Regions from separate parts of the Mus musculus genome. Here all the other regions are linked to region 1. Evidence: chromatin contacts called from public HiCAR-type and HiChIP or PLAC-seq data. All regions are on one chromosome and are shown on one strand. The core of a region is the stretch at or near the end of the contact, and the rest is flanking DNA. Distances in the headings are between cores, read along the strand shown.

What was found. HiCAR-type assays count read pairs that join an accessible place to other places. HiChIP or PLAC-seq counts read pairs in DNA pulled down with a chosen protein or histone mark.
Region 2: a BATF HiChIP or PLAC-seq map of CD8 T cells shows a contact between it and region 1, with 6 read pairs. The contact joins two enhancer-like sites. A contact is called at or near these places in 1 of 484 Hi-C or Micro-C datasets (bone marrow-derived macrophages) and 1 of 115 datasets of contacts at active chromatin or transcription factors (CD8 T cells).
Region 3: a contact with region 1 is called in a HiCAR-type map of Th17 cells, with 2.8 times the contacts expected there. The contact joins two enhancer-like sites. A contact is called at or near these places in 1 of 15 datasets of contacts at CTCF or cohesin (the NIH/3T3 cell line) and 2 of 115 datasets of contacts at active chromatin or transcription factors (Th17 cells and astrocytes).

Annotation. Positions count from the first base shown.
Region 1 is chr13:36,812,420-36,815,554 of GRCm38.p6, reverse strand. No RefSeq gene overlaps it. Among named protein-coding and RNA genes, the nearest start is that of Gm30489, 10 kb to the left of the region's middle. Within about 2 kb of position 1,449, at least 11 of the 459 cell types and tissues checked have an H3K27ac peak or open chromatin away from gene starts, as enhancers often do. A contact at or near this core is called in CD8 T cells and Th17 cells, where this site is marked.
Region 2 is chr13:37,400,982-37,404,116 of GRCm38.p6, reverse strand. The region is part of intron 3 of Ly86 (lymphocyte antigen 86); the gene reads right to left. Among named protein-coding and RNA genes, the nearest start is that of Gm4035, 33 kb to the left of the region's middle. Within about 2 kb of position 1,481, at least 22 of the 459 cell types and tissues checked have an H3K27ac peak or open chromatin away from gene starts, as enhancers often do. A contact at or near this core is called in CD8 T cells, where this site is marked.
Region 3 is chr13:36,286,253-36,289,387 of GRCm38.p6, reverse strand. The region is part of intron 4 of Fars2 (phenylalanine-tRNA synthetase 2 (mitochondrial)); the gene reads right to left. Among named protein-coding and RNA genes, the nearest start is that of Gm40912, 80 kb to the right of the region's middle. Within about 2 kb of position 1,442, at least 7 of the 459 cell types and tissues checked have an H3K27ac peak or open chromatin away from gene starts, as enhancers often do. A contact at or near this core is called in Th17 cells, where this site is marked.

The sequences.
Region 1 (3,135 bases), core at 200-2,699:
TCTAAGCCCTGAGAATACAGTGAGAGAATACTTTCTATTCTGTGTAATTATGTGTAGCCCGTTGTATTTTGTCTGTGACTGAGACACCTACAGATATGGTCAGAAGACCTTGCATCACTTCTTTTCCATGCCAGAGAACACTGCTAATTCTTCCATCAATTAAATTAAAATGAATTTTTCTGACTAAGAAGGAATACAGAAAAACCAGGCTCTGTGGACTCCAAAGAACTCCATGTACCTGCCCCCCTTCATGTATTTCACTGTAAACGCATCTCCAACAATGCTGTGATCCTGTGATTCCCTGCTCAGCAGGTGTCTGCAGAAGCCAGTGTACAGAATGTCTCTACTTAGCCAGAGATTTCAAATATTGATAACAACTATCACTCAATGTGCAGAAGGACCTAGCTGGAAGACATTGAGTATTCAGGGAAACGCATAAAGTCAATTGCTAAACTATACTCCACAACTAGACTCTCCTTAAGGGGCCAGTAAATAGAGCAGGTGAGTAATTTTACAACACGAGTAAAAATCATTTCCAATTGTACAGTGAGTATTCTCTGTCATGCTTAGAAATGGTTTCATCATGCCTCCCACAATTGCTTCCTCAAAATCAACCCACAACTTACCCAGTGACTTTTTTGAATGGAAAAAAATGGCCAACCTTGAGCTCTGAATCAAAAGACTAATGTTTCCCCAGGCTTAGGACTCTCTCCACTCCATGGAAAATATCTTAAGAACTTATCTGTTGTCTCATCCTTGACTCCTTCGGCCTCATAAGTTCCATTGTCTCTAAATTTCCATCTTCAGCATCTACACCCCTGTACTACACCCTCTAGTTGAAAAGAATTCCCTTCAAGAGTGAGTATACCAATCCCAGACTCTAGTCTGTGTTCCCTTCCAAACTGCTAAACTCTACTGAGTACATGATCAATCTTTTTGTCTACCTGAAATTTTATCCTTTTTCTCATGTTAGGGGACTTCTGAAAACTAATGAGTTTTGGTGGAGACAGCACCCACATCCTACTCCAATATATTTTAAAAGCCCCCCCCCCATTCTCAGTGAAGATGTCACAGTGTACTCTGAGTCACACAAAGTTCTAAGTCCTATACACTGTTTTATACTCTATTAAGATTATAATCAAATTTAATTTATAAAATTAGGCATAGTAAGAGTAATAACAGCAATCATAGAGCTATTGTAACAATATATTGTAATAAAAGTCATGTAAATGACTTCCTCCCCCCATGCCCTCTCTCCATCATGGGCCCAGTGACAAAGGGTGTATTCACTTTCCTGGAGGCTCAGAGATGAGCAATTTGTGCTCAGGGTGACAAGCAAGAAGTATGAATCTTTGTTTCTGAAACTTTCTATTCCATTCTCAGACCATGGTTGACAGAAACTGCAGCAACCAAAACCACAGGTAGGAAAGACTGCTCTGCTCATTTTCTCAGCTGCCCTTGCAACAAGATGTGACAATGTGGTCTATGCTCCTCTGGGGTGGGTGGCCCTGTCCCTTGTTTCAGAAGTCCTTAGTCCTTCTAAGGAAGCAAGGCTCTCAAGCTTGTCATTCAATGACAGTGACTGCAAAAGGGGTCTCAAGTGCCAGGAGGTCTGGTGTGTGCATACTGCAGGGTCCAAGCCTCAGAGGCAGCCAGGGTAAACTCATGACCCAGAGCTTCTCTCAGGGTGGGAAGTTGAGCCTGGCTCTTCAGATCGCCTCCAAACTCCCAAGTGACTCCACCTTCCACTTCAAAGCTTGATTTTCTTCCAAATAAGAATCCCAATTGACACAATTTTCTATCTATCATCTCAGATCCAACTGTTGTGTAATTGAATTCCATTTTCCCCTCAAACCTGTTACATGCTGGAATGTCCATTTTTGCCTGGTGGCATTACACACACTGGAGCTTCGGAATGATCTCTAGCTTGCTTCACTCTTTCCTCAAGCATCTGTTTAGCCAGATGAAATTGTTGATCTTTCTGGATAATATCTTCCTCATTCATTCCTCCTTTTTCTTTGCTCAAAACCTTCTGTCATCAAGCTAACATTTGTACCAATGCAGAGAGTAGTATCCTACCTATTCTCCCTGCCTTCAACTCCCTCTTTTTTACTATCATTGTTAATAAGTACTAACTGTGCAAATTAATGGAGTGTAGTATAATATTTTGCATATGCATACAACATTGCAGTGATCAAATCAGACCTCCCCTTTTCTATCACTTTCTCCAAACATCCTCCCTTCCACCCTTGCTGATGCCTGATAATCACTGGTATGCGTCCAGTCTTTTTATTATTATTATTATTATTAGATATTTTCTTTATTTACATTTCAAATGCTATCTTGAAAGTTCTCTGTACTCTCCCCCTGCCCAGCTCCCCTACCCACCCACTCCCACTTCTTGGCCCTGGCGTTCCCCTGTACTGGGTCATATAAAGTTTGCAAGACCAAGGGGCCTCTCCTCCCGATGATGGCTGACTAGGCCATCTTCTGCTACATATGCAGCTAGAGACATGAGCTCTGGGGGGTACTGGTTAGTTCATATTGTTGTTCCTCCTATAGGGTTGCAGACCCCTTCACCTCCTTGGGCACTTTCTCTAACTCCTCCACTGGGGATCCTGTTAACTTCCACATATGAGAGAAAGCATACTGTGGTTGTCTTTTGGAATCTTATTTATTTCACTTCATATAAAGTTCTCCACTTCCTTTCATGTCGCTAAAAGGGCATTATTTATTCTTATTTAGAGCTGATAATACTCGTGTGTGTTGTTGTTGTTGCTGTAGTTGTTGTTGTGTCTTCTTTATACAGTCATCTACGCTGTATCTTAGACATTGCCAGTAATAGCACAATTAAAGTGGGCGCTCAGGTATCCCTTTTATATGCTAGTTTCTGGTGTATATACCCTTTGGACCACACAGTAGTTGGTATGTTAAATGAACTCCATACTTTGTACCATGAGCAGCCCTTCATTTTATGTGTATATTTATTTAAATGCCAATAACACTATTTTTCACTTTGTTACACTGTGTTAAAAATCATATAGAGGCTGCCTAATCCTGCAAGCTAAATTAAAAACACCATAGCAAAACCCAGAGACCAACAACATTACCCTTTGATTTCCCATTTGTATATTG
Region 2 (3,135 bases), core at 232-2,731, 590 kb before region 1:
GAGGACTTTTGGGATAGCATTGGAAATGTAAAGGAAATAAATACCTAATAAAAAGTATATTTAAAAAATAAAAAAAAAATAAAAAAAATAAACGTACTCACTTTCATTTACTCTGACTCTTTCCTGTGATATAGTCAAGGACCTAGCTTTATCTGTGTGGAGATTCTTAAAGATGCAAATATGGATGTAGGTGACATATGAGTCAGCTTGTGGGTATCAGTGCTGGTCTGTTACCTCCAACAACTGGTGACATTTTGAAGTCATTTCCTTCCTGCTGGGCCAGTAGGGCAAAATGGTTCTCCCAAGCTATATTGACTAAGTGTCTGTCTAAGGCATTTAAAGCTACCCGACATAACCACACACTCCTAGTGTTATTTCTCCTAATAAAGAACAATTAAGGTCCATCCTGTCAGCAAATTTCCAGTGAATAAGATAGGATTGTGAGGTGTAGTTTTCACACTGTGTGTCAGATCTCAAAAACTGGTCCATCTCACGGCTGAAAGTCTGTGTCTGTGAAGGATAATGCTGTCAGCTTGATAGGGTGGAGAACTTACTAGGGGAGTGTCCTTCGGGCACATCTGTGAGGAGGTTTTTACACTGAGCCAACCGAGGTAGCCACTGAGCTATTCTATGGTCTGGAATCTCAGACTGAAAAATGAAGGGAAAAGAGGGCAGAGCTCCAGCGTGCACCTTGGACTGCTTTGAGGCTGTGGATGTAATGTGGCCACACCCCTCCTTCCATGCTGTGATAAGCTGTATCTCATGGATAGTGAACCAAAAGAAATCCTTCCTCCTTTAGGTTCCTTGTGTTAGATTTTTGATCACAGCAGTGAGAAAAATTAACTTTAACTTTAGTATAGTATCCTTGGACCAAGGTCATCCTTCACTTCTTGGGTCCTGGCTGGTAACAAATCTCTCCTCTCTGAGTTCTGAGTTGATGAGTTTGAATTTTTTTTTTTTACTTTTATTTTACATATGTAAAGGAAACCAGTCCGCATCAATCCTCTCTCTGGCTTATTACGATTAGCACACTGTCCTCTGGTTTTAACCATGCTGTTAAAAATGATGAGTTTTCCTTCTTTAAGGTAGAATACAATCTGCTGTGTAGTTCTATCATTAATGGCTTCATTCACCTTTAGAACCGTTTCTACTTCTTGTCTACTTGGCTACTCTTTTTGAAGAAAATAGAATGCTTATACACTCTTGGTGGGAGCATAGTACAACTATGGAGAAAATAAAATGGAGATGCCTTCAGAACCATAATCCCCCAGAACTCTCTGCATGCAGAGAAGGCCTGTGAATCTGGGAGACACAGCCTGTGTTCTGCAAGAGCACTGTGAGATGGAGCCCAACAAAACCTCAAGTGAGAAGCTAGGGAAATCAAGGGAGAGGCGAAGGTTAGTGGAGCATACTGCCTGTCTCTGGAGGGAGAGGCAGGGAGTGGTTTACTTCACTCTAGCGAGCTGTGAATAAAAGACAGTTTCTTTTCTCTACCTCTGGGGATTTCCTGAGCCAAATCTAGACAAAGGCTGAGCACGGCTTCTCCAGCACAGCTCTTCATGTAGCATGACAGGTTCTCCTCTCCTCTCCTCTCCTCTCCTCTCCTCTCCTCTCCTCTCCTCTCCTCTCCTCTCCTCTCCTCTCCTCTCCTCTCCTCTCCTCTCCTCTCCTCTCCTCTCCTCTCCTCTCCATTCCTCTCCTCTCCTCTCCTCTCCTCTCCTCTCCTCTCCTCTCCTCTCCTCTCCTCTCCTCTCCTCTCCTCTCCTCTCCTCTCCTCTCCTCCCCTCCCCTCCCCTCCCCTCCCTTCTCCTCTCCTCTCCTCCCCCCTTCCCTCTCTCCCCTTCCTTGCCTCCCTTTTCTCTTTTTCCTCTCTCTTGTTTTCCTTTCTTCCCTTTACTTTCCCTCCCCTTCCCTCCCTTCCTCCCCCCCCTTGGGCGTGTGTGTGTGTGTGTGTGTGTGTGTGTGTGTGTGTGTGTATACTTGTATACATTTGCACATGTGTGCATACTAGGGATTAGACCAAGGCCATGCCTGTATCTGGGCCATTTTTACCATTGTCTTCTAGAGTTCCTGAGTTGTTTTGTTTCGCTTTTGAGAACTTTCCTTTTTTATTCTGCCTATATGGATATTTCACCTGCATACAAGTCTGTGCAGCACACGGGCCTCGAGGCCAGGGAACCCAGGAAGTTCCGCTGCACATCTGCTGCAAGTCCAGACGGGCTGCAGGGCCCTGCCACATGCTTGCAGAGAGTGTTTGGTGAGGGATGGGAGACATAGAAATCCAGAGGCTGCAGAGGGCTCTGCTGTCATCGCAGGTCAAGGGATTGCCACCTGGGCACAGGACTCTGCTTTAGAGATGACATGGAGAGAAACCAGGAAATCAATGGTGTACAACTCCAGAGGATGCTCTTTACCTAGGATCCTCCTGACCTTGAGAAGCACAGTTCTGAAAGACCTACCTCAGTTCCCCTAAGCCCCCCAAAGTGGTGATCAGATCCACAATACAGTGATGGCTAGCTTCTCCTCCTCCCTGGGTCCCTTTCCCAACCGTGCCCCATTCTAGCTTAGTGTTAGGCTTCTGAGCCCCGTTTTTCTCAGGGAGGATCCCAAAGGTAGAATACTTCCTGGTGGATGGTGCCTGCTATGGCTTGAAAAATTTGACTGCACTCAGAGTCGTGTGATGCCAGGGTGTCAAGAGGGAGTGGGATCTTCAAGATGCATCTGGGTCACACCCTCATCGAGGGATTGGTGCACTGGCTCCACTGCACTGGTAAGCAGGAGAGCAGGTTTCCAGTTAAAGCAGAGTGGTTGCCGGACGGACGGTGGTGACGCATGCCTTTAACCCCAGCTCTTGGGAGGCAGAGGAAGGCGGATTTCTGAGTTCGAGGCCAGGTTGGGACTACAAAGTGAGTTCCAGGACAGCCAAGGCTATACAGAGAAACCCTGTCTCGAAAAAACGAATAAAATACAATAAAATAAATAAAAAATAAAGCAGAGCAGTACCCTTCACCTGCTCCACTTGCTCCTCCTTCATGTTATGAAGTGGCATGATGCCCTCAGCAGATGTGGACATCCTTGCTTGGATGTCCCAGACTACTCCAGAACTATGGACCAAAAAAAAAAAATCTTTTTTTT
Region 3 (3,135 bases), core at 193-2,692, 530 kb after region 1:
TTCTGCAAAAAAAGTTTACATACATACATATATATACTACTCATACTAAGACGGCTCACAATGACATCAACAGTGAGGTAAGTAGTACAAGCTCCCTGCATATATATATATATATATTTACCCAAACTAAGTCCATGCGGAGGGTGTCGGCAACTGAGTTGTATGCATATTCTTTATAAGAGGCTATAATATCTATTGATATATCATCACAAGTAAGAACTGACAAATAGTGATAGAATTTAAAACATAAACAACTATGTATTATAAACTACTTTATCCTGCTGAAAGCCAAAGAAAGATGAATATCTGCAGATATACTTGAGAAAAAACCCTGCAGATACTCTTGAGAAAAAGAAAAAAACAAACAACAAAACAACAAAAAACAAACCTCTGCACCTGGCCTAATATTAGGACACAGAAGGAAGTGGAACTCACTTCTGGCTCCAGACTCCTCAAATATTCTAGGTCATACCGTATCCTCACTCGTGGTGGGATTTGGAATAAGGTCCAACAGGTTTTTAATAGAACAAATAAAAAAAATAAATAACTATGACAGCAAGAAAGGGGAAGGCAAACCTAGCACAGTCCAGACAACATGCTATGTAGGTCTAGGCCCAGTGAGGGTCCTCAAACAATGGAATAAAGGAAAGACTTGCATCCAGAAGAAAAATCAATCCAAATGTCCATGCCTTTCACCTGACTCAGGGCTGTGCATGATGATGCATCCTAGCCAGGAGGCAAACTAAAAGAGGTTCACCAAAGATATAATTCTACTGTATGAAATTTCATACAAGTGCTTTAGTAATTTCAAACAGTACCAATGGATGCTAAAAGCTATGACTTGAAGGTTTTTACAGTTTAAAAAAAACATAGGAATCCTCTAATACGTTTGCCTTAAAGTATATATGGACTCCTGTCTTACCCATAGACCTTAGCACCCTCAACTGGGCTCAGAGGGGAAAGGGGGTAATTCCAGGAAGGCACACCACAGTCTTCAAACAGAAATGAACAAGCTGGTGCTTGGTCCCTCACACTACTCATACTAAGACGGCTCACAATGACATCAACAGTGAGGTAAGTAGTACAAGCTCCCTGCATGCGCTATGTTACCTCCAAGCAGAACCATTTTCATGGCAGAGGGCTGGTTGCAAGATGAGCTGCTCAGTCAGCCTGAGAGCAGCATGGCGGTGCAAGCATTGGTTTCTCACCTGGGTCTGGGCAGAGCACTGAGAGCACAAGCAAGGCGTATAAGATAGCCACCTCCAACTAGGGGCTAGGAGACAGAGCACTCGGATTTGACTCCTGCGTTTGCCACTACTTAAAGATTTAGTGTTCTCTCTTAGAAGGAACAGGGGCAGTACTCAGGCATGAACCGAGCAGCTTGTGCACTCTATGTGAGTGGTCTACTTCTAAACCACTTACCCAGCCCCAGTTCTTAAGGACTCATAACCTTTGTGTCTAACCACCCTACACAGGAAGGGAAATGTCATTGCTCATTCTCCAACTGAGCTGTCAGGCTTTTATCAGTGAAACAAAAGTCCATAAAAGTCCCAGTAAAATGTTATATTCATCTAGAAAGTTCTTTCTGAGCCTAACACTCTAGAAGTCTACCTAGACAGGCTAAGCAATGTCCGACCACAGGAGTAGGTGATGAAATTATCAGAATGCCCTGTTGTACACACAGTCTTTGGGGTCCAATGTCTGAAAGCTCTCCTGTGCCAGGTCACCATCGATATGGAACTTTTCATGTGTTAATCACAGTCTAAGTATTTGAATTAACTTATTCATTTAAACCTTAAAAATACCAACTAAAATTAAATACAATAAAAATTAATTGCAATATTTAGTAAATGGAAACTTAGGTTAATTAATATTATCAAGGTCACCCTCCTGAAAGAGTTGAAACTCTGGCATGCTGACTTAGGAGCCCATATTCCTAATCACTTTACTTTATGTCTTGAAGATGCTACAACAAGACAAGTGATATATTTTCATTGATCATGCAAGTAAGTCACGTTTCAGTCAAGTGAGGAGTACCAGGAAGGGAATGAAATGGGTGCTGGTATAGTGGGTGTCTGAATCTGGTCAAGTCAGAAGCTCAAAAACTGGTTCCTGGGACATATTCTCAGGAATGGCAGTCCTTGTGAAAACCAAGTCCAGAGAGGCCTCTATGTTTCACTTGTTTCTAGTACTGTAGATTGAACACTGGGCCTTCTGGATGGTATATAAGCTCTCTGCCACTGAGCTATGTCCCCAGGTCACCTACTGCTTTATTTTGCACAGGTTGTACTAAATTGCACAACATAACTTGAACAACCCTGTAGTCCAGGCAGACACTAGGTTTACAATTCTCCTGCCTCCATTCTCCAAGTAGTTAGGATTACAGATCTGTGCCACCTGCCTCAACCTCAATTGCTTATTTTAATTATGAAATCATATACTAAGTATTGGGAAGGCATATACTATCAAGGTTTAGATATACGAACTGTCCTGGACATGGTTCATATGCAATATCGTCAGACATAAGCATCAGAACACTGGTTGCCAGCCCTAATTATAATGAAGGGCTTTTTTTTTTTTCCTGGTGTCTTCACTCCTATATTTTCAGCAAACCCTAAAGATTTAATGCAAAGATCTAGCTCTCTACACTGATAATACTAAGTGACACTTAATATTCTACATTTTGAAATTGTACTTTCTTCTTCAGGAAGCAGATGCTCTTCTTCCTGCATCCCCCATTCCTCTCTAACACTCTTGGTGACAGTCCCTGCTCTGGCTGAGGACATCCCTTTTGCTCAGCCTTTCACTCATGCATCTGCCAACTCCAGTGAGTATGTTCTCACTGCTTCGTCATAACTTCTCTGCACCTGCAGCTGCTCTTCACCATCCATCTGCGGTGGACCTGCATGGCATTTTATAAAAGATTCTATTCACCTCCCCAATTCTCTTCATTCATTTATTTAGACATACATACATCAATTAAATTTTTATTAGTCAGTCATTGATATCTTCATATTGACTAGGACTTATCGATTGGATAGTCAACAAGACAGACGAGATCTAGCCCAAATAAAACTTAGATTCCAGTAAGAGTGACAGTAAGTAGTACAACAAGATAACCTATAGGTTGCTAAT